Regions from separate parts of the Drosophila melanogaster genome. Here region 2 is linked to region 1. A link is a contact called in public HiChIP or PLAC-seq data. All regions are on one chromosome and are shown on one strand. Each heading gives the region's core, a stretch centred on a gene start, on an enhancer-like site or on the middle of the called end of the contact. The rest is flanking DNA. Distances are from core to core; before and after follow the strand shown.

Region 1 (4,260 bases), core at 647-3,146:
GTAAACCACTGACGATCGCTATCATAATACTGGCATGGCAAACATACGTACGTACAGAGATACCTGGCTGACTGACTGACCAGCGAAAGCAACCCATTGATAAGACCGCTACAGTGGACTATCTAAACCTAATAGCTGTGACAACCGCAAATTGCATGAGGAATACCATATCGACCGGAGGGGTAGTACCGCAGGGTAGGGGAATGTACAGGTAGTGGGACACAGGTAATGACAATAAACATTCTCCACTTATCAGCAATCCGCTGATGCACGCACACAGAGCGAAAATTAGGGCACGTTTCACGCACACCACGGTTTTGGATATTATGTTAGATAATATAGATTATAATTGTTATACCATTTTGCTCTATTTATATATTTTTATATCTTAAGAATGCCTAATTAGTCAATAGTAATAGTAGACCTTGTTTGCTCTGTGCACTTGTGGTTAAGGAAATATTGAGATGATGTTGCGGTTTTGGTTTAGACTTGGAGCTCAGACTTAAGTTTTGGGTTTTTGCCTTTTGATTTTTCGTTTTTTTTTTTTGGCATGCGATAAGACTCGAGACAAAGCCAATTTCCCGCCGATTTCATTGGAAAGATATGGAGTATAGGGGGTTATACATATGTGCTAGCAACAGCTGATTAGCCATTTGAGCAATTTGCAGCACAATCCGTACACATTATCAAAATTTGAGCCGTTTATCATCAGGTGCGTGAAAGCAAGAGGGCGGTGCCCGATGAGGTGAGGAAATGACAACGGCGACAGGAATGCGAATGCGAATATACGAATGCGAATGCGATTGTATGTATGAATGGTATGTAGATGTACGATGGGTATATATGGTAGGTGCTATAAGGTGGCCTGCGAATACCTGGCCGATTAGCAATCCACTGTCAAAATGCATTGAAAGCGAAAGACGACACTAAAGGAAACAGGGACCAAGGGTGCAATGTACCGAGTGTGTAAACCGAAGAGAACCAGGCACAATGTAAAGAAATCCAACGCACTTTTGGCGAGAAAGACAAAAGAGCTTTTCACTCAGAAAAAAAAAAGAATAGTTGTACAGCAGTAATTATTACTATTTATTTAAAGTTAGGTTTTAATCTTTTTCCAAAGATATTGTACAAAGATTTAGTATGATAACCCAAACTGGGAGCAATTAATGGCCAATCCAAATTCACCATCTCGAGTGTGCACTGTATTTTCTTCGAGTGAAAGAAGGGCAAGCGATCAAGAGAGATAGAGTGAGAAGAGAGAGCGGGTGGAAGAGCGAAAAAAGGAGTCCGCGTGGTCGGTGAACTTGAACTTGTGAAAGGATGGGGGAACTACCGGTAAGTGGCTTTATGGATGGGCTACGATCATCACTTTCAATTAAATTACCAGGGGAACGCCAATGCCGCCAAAAGTCGCAACCCGGGAGCCTAGGAACTGGGAATCTCTAGTTCTGAAGATCTCAAGATCTCTGGAACCTGCTCCAATTTTTGTGCGCACTCGCACTCACTCGCCGACAAACTTCACTTCACTTTTCGCACTTAACTCGGCTGCTGTTGTTGTTGTTGTTACAAAACAATTAAATATAAATAACAACGTTGTAGCGCAAATAAAAAAAATTAAACAAAAAAAAATAAATAAAGACCGGGGGAAAAATATAAAAAAAAAGATGTGTATTTAATTGAGCGCGACACGCAGTGATCTTGTGCGACACAATATTATTTTACTTGAGTTGCAGCACAATTTCAATTCTCGCGATCGCCTTACGACTACGGGACTACGGCTTTACGGATTCCGAAGATTACGGGTTCAATTTCTTCTCCACAATTCTCCTTCAGCGAACGAACGAACGAACAACCGACCGACCGACCGACCGTTTGTGGCCGAGTGCGAACTCGAACTAAACTGAACTGAACTGAAGCCGCCGACAAAACGAAGATCGTCGCCGGCAGCAACAACTCGCTGCGATAATAGCAGCAGCAACAACAACAGCAACAACACAAGCAAAATTACGAGATGCGAAACGATGGCGCACAGTGGTCACACTCCTACTGAAAACTCTCCATTCAGTTGATGGATAATGTTAAAAGTTCTTTGCGCCACAAGATATGTATATGAATCTAAACTATTTATCAATAATAAAAGTATATTAAGAGGTATTTTTAACTTAACAGCACAATGGTCGAAGAGTTAAGGAAAGTTGTATCATATGTTTACAGAACATGTTAACAGCACTTTACTCCACAAGATATATGAAACCATGGAGTAATAGCTTAATAGTTAAACTATATTAAAAAAGAACTTAAACTTAACTCTATTGTGGTCACATGTCAGTCATAAGATCTTACATTTTTCAATATATTAATTACAACCATTTACCCAACCATACTAATTTATGAAAGTATAATATCAAAACTATAATATAATGTATTAAGCAAACTTTACGCTTACTCATAGATCATTGTTGTCACTGTGGTTAACATAGGTTGTAAGGAAGATAGCAAAGTTTTTAACTTTGTTAAAGAAATATTTAATATTAAAGTTTATTCTTCTGCTACTAAGTCAACTTACTGTATTAAAAGTTTCCTAAACTATTCTTTCCGTAAATTAACAATGTTTTAAAATGGAAATTACTATGAATGCAATGGATTGTTATATTGGTGTTTTACGGTTACAAAATTTTCTTTAAAAAAGCGCGGAGTTGGCAAAAAATAAATATTGCTCACCAAAGTGAATTATTAAACGGCAGGTGCTGATTTACTTTCGATTTTGGAAAAGGTGCTTGTAATTATCAAAAATTTATGCTGTCCCAATTTAATTAAACGTGTAATGCAAAATAAGCTTATATTGTTTAAAACAAGTTATAGCTGAAAGCCAAAGCTATGGCACATGGAAATCTAAAATGGTTGTTTTGCAATATATCAGTAATATTTTTTCACATGGTACTGCTGACCAAATCAATATTTCTTGCTGTAAAATGAGACTTTTAATTGTCGGAAAATTATGACACCCATAAATTTTAATTAGCAATCTGTTCTTTTTGTCTTTCGTTGTTTGGTTTTAGCTGGAAATTGAATGCACAGACTTTGGTTCACAATCTTAACAGATTCTCTTGAAAATTATCTTTTATCAGTTTTACTATCGTATATGAATAAGTATTTATATTAAAAGATATATTATTGTGCTTAACCCGGTTATATCTTGTTAAGAGGGCGACGTGTTTGTTTCGCTTGATTTGCAGCTTTGTTTGCTATGTGATCGCATTTTTTGCTCGCACTTATTAATTTTTTTTTTTTACAATTCACCTTGTATTGCCAGCCACAAACAATTTGAAAACGCGAAAACTGTCGATGACCGATAAGCAATTGTCGATTACCGATTAGCGTTTTGACTTCTGGAATTGGAAAGAAGCTTCTGATTTCTGATTTTTCACCTTTTTTTTAGCCCTTCCATTTCGAAATTCAGGTTTTCTTGACAGACCCCCATACCCGCCCCATTTGTCGTGTTGTTCTTCTTGTTGTTGTAAAGTGCCATTGTGTCGTGTCGTCGATCTCATTCGCAAATTATCTTTGTTTGCGAAATTGTAATTGTTTTTGCCGTGCACAATTCAGCAAGAAACCGAAGAAAAGGGCTGGTCTCGAAGTCACATTACCCTCTGATAGTTATTATTCCTTCACCTGCGATCTTGACCATCTCAAAAATTAAAAAAAAAAAAAAATGGTAAATAAATATATGAAAATTCATAACTAGATAAATTATAACTTTATAATAAATTATAACAGGTCGGAAAAATAGAATTAAAACGCTGATTATCATAGATGCCCTCAAAATATCGATGCTTACCATAGATGTCCTCAAAAAAACCAAAGATCGATGATTTTTTTTCAGTGCAAGTGGAGTGCTCAACAGCGGCAGCTTCACTATTGTTGTACTCGATAATGGCTTTTCTGTTCACTTTTTTACTCGTCCCCAAAAGCGGGGCGTGTTCGTTGCTTTGTGCTTTTGTTTTGTTGGTGGAGCTGCTTAGCTATTATTTTTGTTTTATTATTTTGTAATACCTTGACATAGGGTATTTAAATATTATGCAGAACTTCAAATGACCTGTCCGAACGGTGCATACACTATTTCTGTTTTTAATAACTTTTCAACACCTTTCCGGTGGTAACAGAGATTTTCAGTGTTTCCAAGCTAAGTTTAAAACATACATTTTCTTGGGTAAAGAACCTACATATCTCGAAAATCTATGGACCCACAACTACACTACC
Region 2 (4,260 bases), core at 914-3,413, 260 kb after region 1:
CAGCAATTCTTTCAAATAATAGTTTGCCTCATTTTTAGACTCGTATAGAAATGCAAATAAACTAAACCGTATTATTGTACAGCAAAGTTATTATTTCTTGCAGTGATAGCTAATGGAGAGTAACTAAGGTCAAAACGGCGCTACAAAAAAAAAACAAAAGAAAAAACTACTAAGGTGATGTGTTCAGTTACGCCACTGCCTTGTGTTTCTCCCACTCGATCTCGTCCAGCCGCGGCGGCGCCGTAGCGCTCTCTGTCGTGATGCCGCCAATCTCCGAACTGGTGCCGGTGACCACCAGGAGCGGCATTTGTCGCCGTTGCAAACGTTTGGCTATCGGCGGCACGAAGAGATCGTGCTTGATTAGCGTGCAGTCCGCATCCTGGTAGATGCGTCGATTGTTGTCCCATTTCAGCAGGGCAAACAGCCAGGACAACAGCCATCCGCCAAAGAAGGTTATCAGGAAGCCCAAAGCAGCGTACCACATGTAGCTAATCCTGTACAGGTAAAAGTAATGCTCTTCCTCGGCCACCGCTATCACAGTCTTGAGGAAAATGTCGCGGGCAAAGCTCCTGTCCACCGGACATCCAGCCGTGGACATATCCAAGCTGACCAGCGGTGGCTTCGGTTGTCCGAAACCGATCCAAAAGCAGAACGCCAGCGATATGAGCAGCCCACCAATGGCTCCCTTTTCATTCGCCTTGGTCACATACATGCCCAGCGTGAAGAGGCCCAGCAGAGGGCCTCCAATGATGCCGAAGATTGACAGTGCCGCCTGCAGTAGTCCGCCAATTGATCCCGCCATGAAGGCCATGCCAATGCAGAGGGCTCCGAAGAATAGGGACAACAGCTTGGAGTACCACAAGGTCTGACGGTCGGTGAGCGTGCGTTTGGCACAGCAGCTGACCAAGGGCTTGAGGTAATCCTCCAGGGTGACGGCTGCCAGCGAGCTGATTATCGAACTAATCGTGGAGAGGCTGGCGCAAAAGATTCCCGAAACGAAGAGGCCAGCCAAACCGGTGTATTCGCCCATCGTGTCCACGACAAAGAGCGGCATCACTTGATCGCGCGAGTTGACTCTACCCTCCAGCAGCGGGTCACAGTCGCGGTAGTACCAGTAGATGCACAGACCGGAGAAACAGGTGCTCAGACTAAGCAGGCACAGAATGGGCAGGCACCACCACAGGGCCGCTCGAGCGGCACTCAAACTCTTCACCGCCATCAGGCGCTGGACCTGCGTTTGATTCACACCATAGATGGCCAAATAGGTGGCACATCCGCCTAAAATCTGGGTGAACCAAGTGTGACGTTCCGTTGGATCCACACTGAAGTTGGTCAGATTGATGCGTCCGTTTTCCTGCGCCACGCGCCATATCACCTCCAAGCTGCCCGCCTTCACCCAGGCACAGATGATTACACTGAAGACAGCGGCGAACATGAGGAGCGACTGATAGATGTCCGTGATGAGTACGGCCTTCATTCCGCCGAGCGTCGCATAGAACGTGCACACGACTCCAACAATTACGATGGAGAAGACCTGGCTCAGTCCAGTGACAGCTTCCAGGGCCAGAGCCGGCGCATAGACCACAATGCCCATGTATAGGACCATCTGGAGCGAGAAGCTCAGCGAGGCGGCCAATCGGGTGGCATAGCCAAACCGCAGTTCCAGATACTCGTACACACTGGCCGTCTTTAGGCGATAGAAGACCGGAATGATGAGGTAGGCGGCCACCGGCGTGGACAACACATACGACAGATTGATCACGACGAACATTGTACCGTACTGGTAGTTCTCCATGGATACGCCCAATATGGTGACGGCCGACATGAAACTGGCCATCAGGCTAAAGGCCACAGGCGCCACGTTCATGGAACGATCCGCCAGAAGATATTCGGTGGTGGTGCTCTGCTTGCCGCCCACGAAACGGTAGTAGATGCCAATCGCAACGGAGATGATCAGCACCACCGCCAGGATCGTGTAGTCCCAGGCGCCCAAAGTAGCCATTGCAGATGCCGGGTTTTAAGTGGGGCACGTGTTAGGCTGATTTTCCCGACGGAACCCTAGTCGCACATCTAATCACTCCAAACTGATAAGTTGCCCCTAATCGGGCCTCTTGAGATTCAAGCGATATATTCTATGGGGCGTCGGACGTTGGAACACGTCTTCACCGTCTGCCGGCCGTCGATGAAATAAAGGCCCAAACGGAATGAAACCGCAAGCTTTTGTTGGTGGAGAGTCAGCATTGGGCATTTTACTATGGCATTTACGACCCCGTCGAGAGATAGCGACCTGTTGTGTTGCACCACGTGCGGCTGGATAGGGTGACAACCAGGCGAAGGATAACCCAACCGCAGGCCCGCAAGCCCTTAAAATGGGAAACCATTTAGGTGAGGGTCATGGCAACTGTCAAACCACCAAAGGCTCGACTTCATTGCACTTTTAGCTCGTGCCGACAAACACTTGTGGCTGGTACTGTGGACGACTGTGTTTAGCCATCCATAAATATTTATTTGCCCGCTCGTCGGATTGCAATTGTAATTGTAGTACCCGATTGTCGTTAGCTGTGTAGAGCTGGTATCCCCCCGGCCCAACTTTGGCTTGTTTGCTTTACGATTTTTACGAGGGAAATTAATTAATAAACACAAAGAGCCCAGTCGGCAAGTCGGCATTGGAGCTTTGGAAGCAGTGTACAAATAAACAAATAAGTCTCAACATTTCGCTGTAACTTATGCGATTCTTGCCGGATACTTTGCTCCCTCAACGCGATCTTTTGCCAATAACAAAAAAAAAAAGCCATCAGACGAATCACATGATGTTCTTGGAGACCAAAAATAGTTCTATGACTGCTGTCGTAAATCTGGTATCTATATGGACCAGTCTGGGGTTTGTAGTTCTATGTAGGGGCGGGAAATTAGTAGAGCACTGGAGCAAACTTCTGGAAGTTTTATGTGACGTTAGTAATCTAAATACTTAAAACTACATTTAACATATATGTACTTCGCATAAGAAGAGCCATCCAGTAGAACAGTCGATTAATTTGTATAATGGCGAACGTTATAAATCTAACAGGTGCTGGAGGACTGAATGCTTTTGCTTCTTTAGCTTAGTAATAAAACTACTATTAAATCACATGATTTTGGTCTGGGCCATTGCGGCTATGATATCTATATGACATGGTAGTCCAAACTCACCGTGACTTGGTACCAGCCAAAGCTGTTGGGCATCAGTTTGCCGAACTTGCCGCGCGGAATGGGCGATCCCCGACGTCGGGAGGTGGGTCTATCCTGTTGGAATTAATTATACATTAGATTAGAAATGTGCATAGGGATAACATGTGGGGTTGGTGGGCACCTTAACGGCCGTGGTCATGTCGCTCATGTCATCATCCTCGTCCCATCGACGCAAATCTTCGGGTCGCAGCTTGATGTCCTTTTTGTTATGTAGACATTGGGAGGGCTTAAAGCTGACGCGCCGCTTGTTTCGATCCTTGCGTCGCTGGCGATCCTCCACATCTATAGGAATACATTATATTTAGGTTACTGGAGGGTTCATTTTCTTGCACTCCCGTGTACTGACCAAAATCATCGAAATCCTCGGGAGCGTTGTAACGTCCGCCGCCATTTCCAACGTTGTTGTTGTACCGCTGGCTACTGCCACCGCCGCGTTTGGGCATCTTACTAATATTCACTCAAAAACGTATGCAACAAAAAGATATGCGAATTTCAGCACGTTTTTAGCTGAGTGGTGTTGTGTGTTTGTGTGGGTGCTGTTGTTATTACTGAGAAAACTGTCTTGAGGGCAAAAAACTATGTGCGATGTATTTTTTGCATTCACACAAACTGCTGCCAACTTCTGGAAAAATTTTTCTCGACTTCCTGAACCTATTTGCTAATATAGCAGCAAAGTAGCTGCTGTTTTTTGGCAAATTTCCACGGCCAAAGTACAACGCAATTTTGTGAAATTTAATTCACTAGCGATCTTCTTTCGATAGCCAGTGGCCGATGGTTGGCAGAAACTGGACGGATGTTTGCGACCTTTTTACAAGTTATTCTTCGAGGAAATTTGATTTAATTGCCACCAAAGCGAAAAAGTTACGAAAACTAACTAGAAATATGTAGCGAGCGAAGTATATTCGCTTGATGTTGATATTGTTTTCTTAATTTCTGACAGGTCTATCGATGATGGCGGGCCAACTATCGCACAGGTCGTAATCAGTGATGACACTCTAGCGCAGAACAACCGCGATAAATCTAAAGATTATT

What was found. HiChIP or PLAC-seq counts read pairs in DNA pulled down with a chosen protein or histone mark.
Region 2: a contact with region 1 is called in a Psq HiChIP or PLAC-seq map of the Kc167 cell line, with 7 times the contacts expected there. The contact joins the promoter of CG32669 here to the promoter of spri in region 1. A contact is called at or near these places in 1 of 1 datasets of contacts at CTCF or cohesin (the Kc167 cell line), 8 of 107 Hi-C or Micro-C datasets (the D17-c3 cell line, the Kc167 cell line, the ML-DmBG3-c2 cell line and 1 more) and 2 of 6 datasets of contacts at active chromatin or transcription factors (both in the Kc167 cell line).

The regions. Positions count from the first base shown.
Region 1 is chrX:10,583,526-10,587,785 of dm6, forward strand. spri (sprint) reads right to left here and starts at 1,897. Exons shown (of 11, transcript NM_001272487.1): 1 at 1,801-1,897; 2 at 1,385-1,548.
Region 2 is chrX:10,842,918-10,847,177 of dm6, forward strand. CG32669 reads right to left here and starts at 2,164. Exons shown (of 1, transcript NM_167256.2): 1 at 1-2,164. The coding sequence starts at 2,002. The coding sequence ends at 188. It overlaps sbr (small bristles), which reads right to left and starts at 4,175. Exons shown (of 10, transcript NM_079921.3): 1 at 3,575-4,175; 2 at 3,350-3,510; 3 at 3,190-3,282. The coding sequence starts at 3,671. It overlaps CG15209, which reads left to right. Exons shown (of 1, transcript NM_132426.3): 1 at 1-78.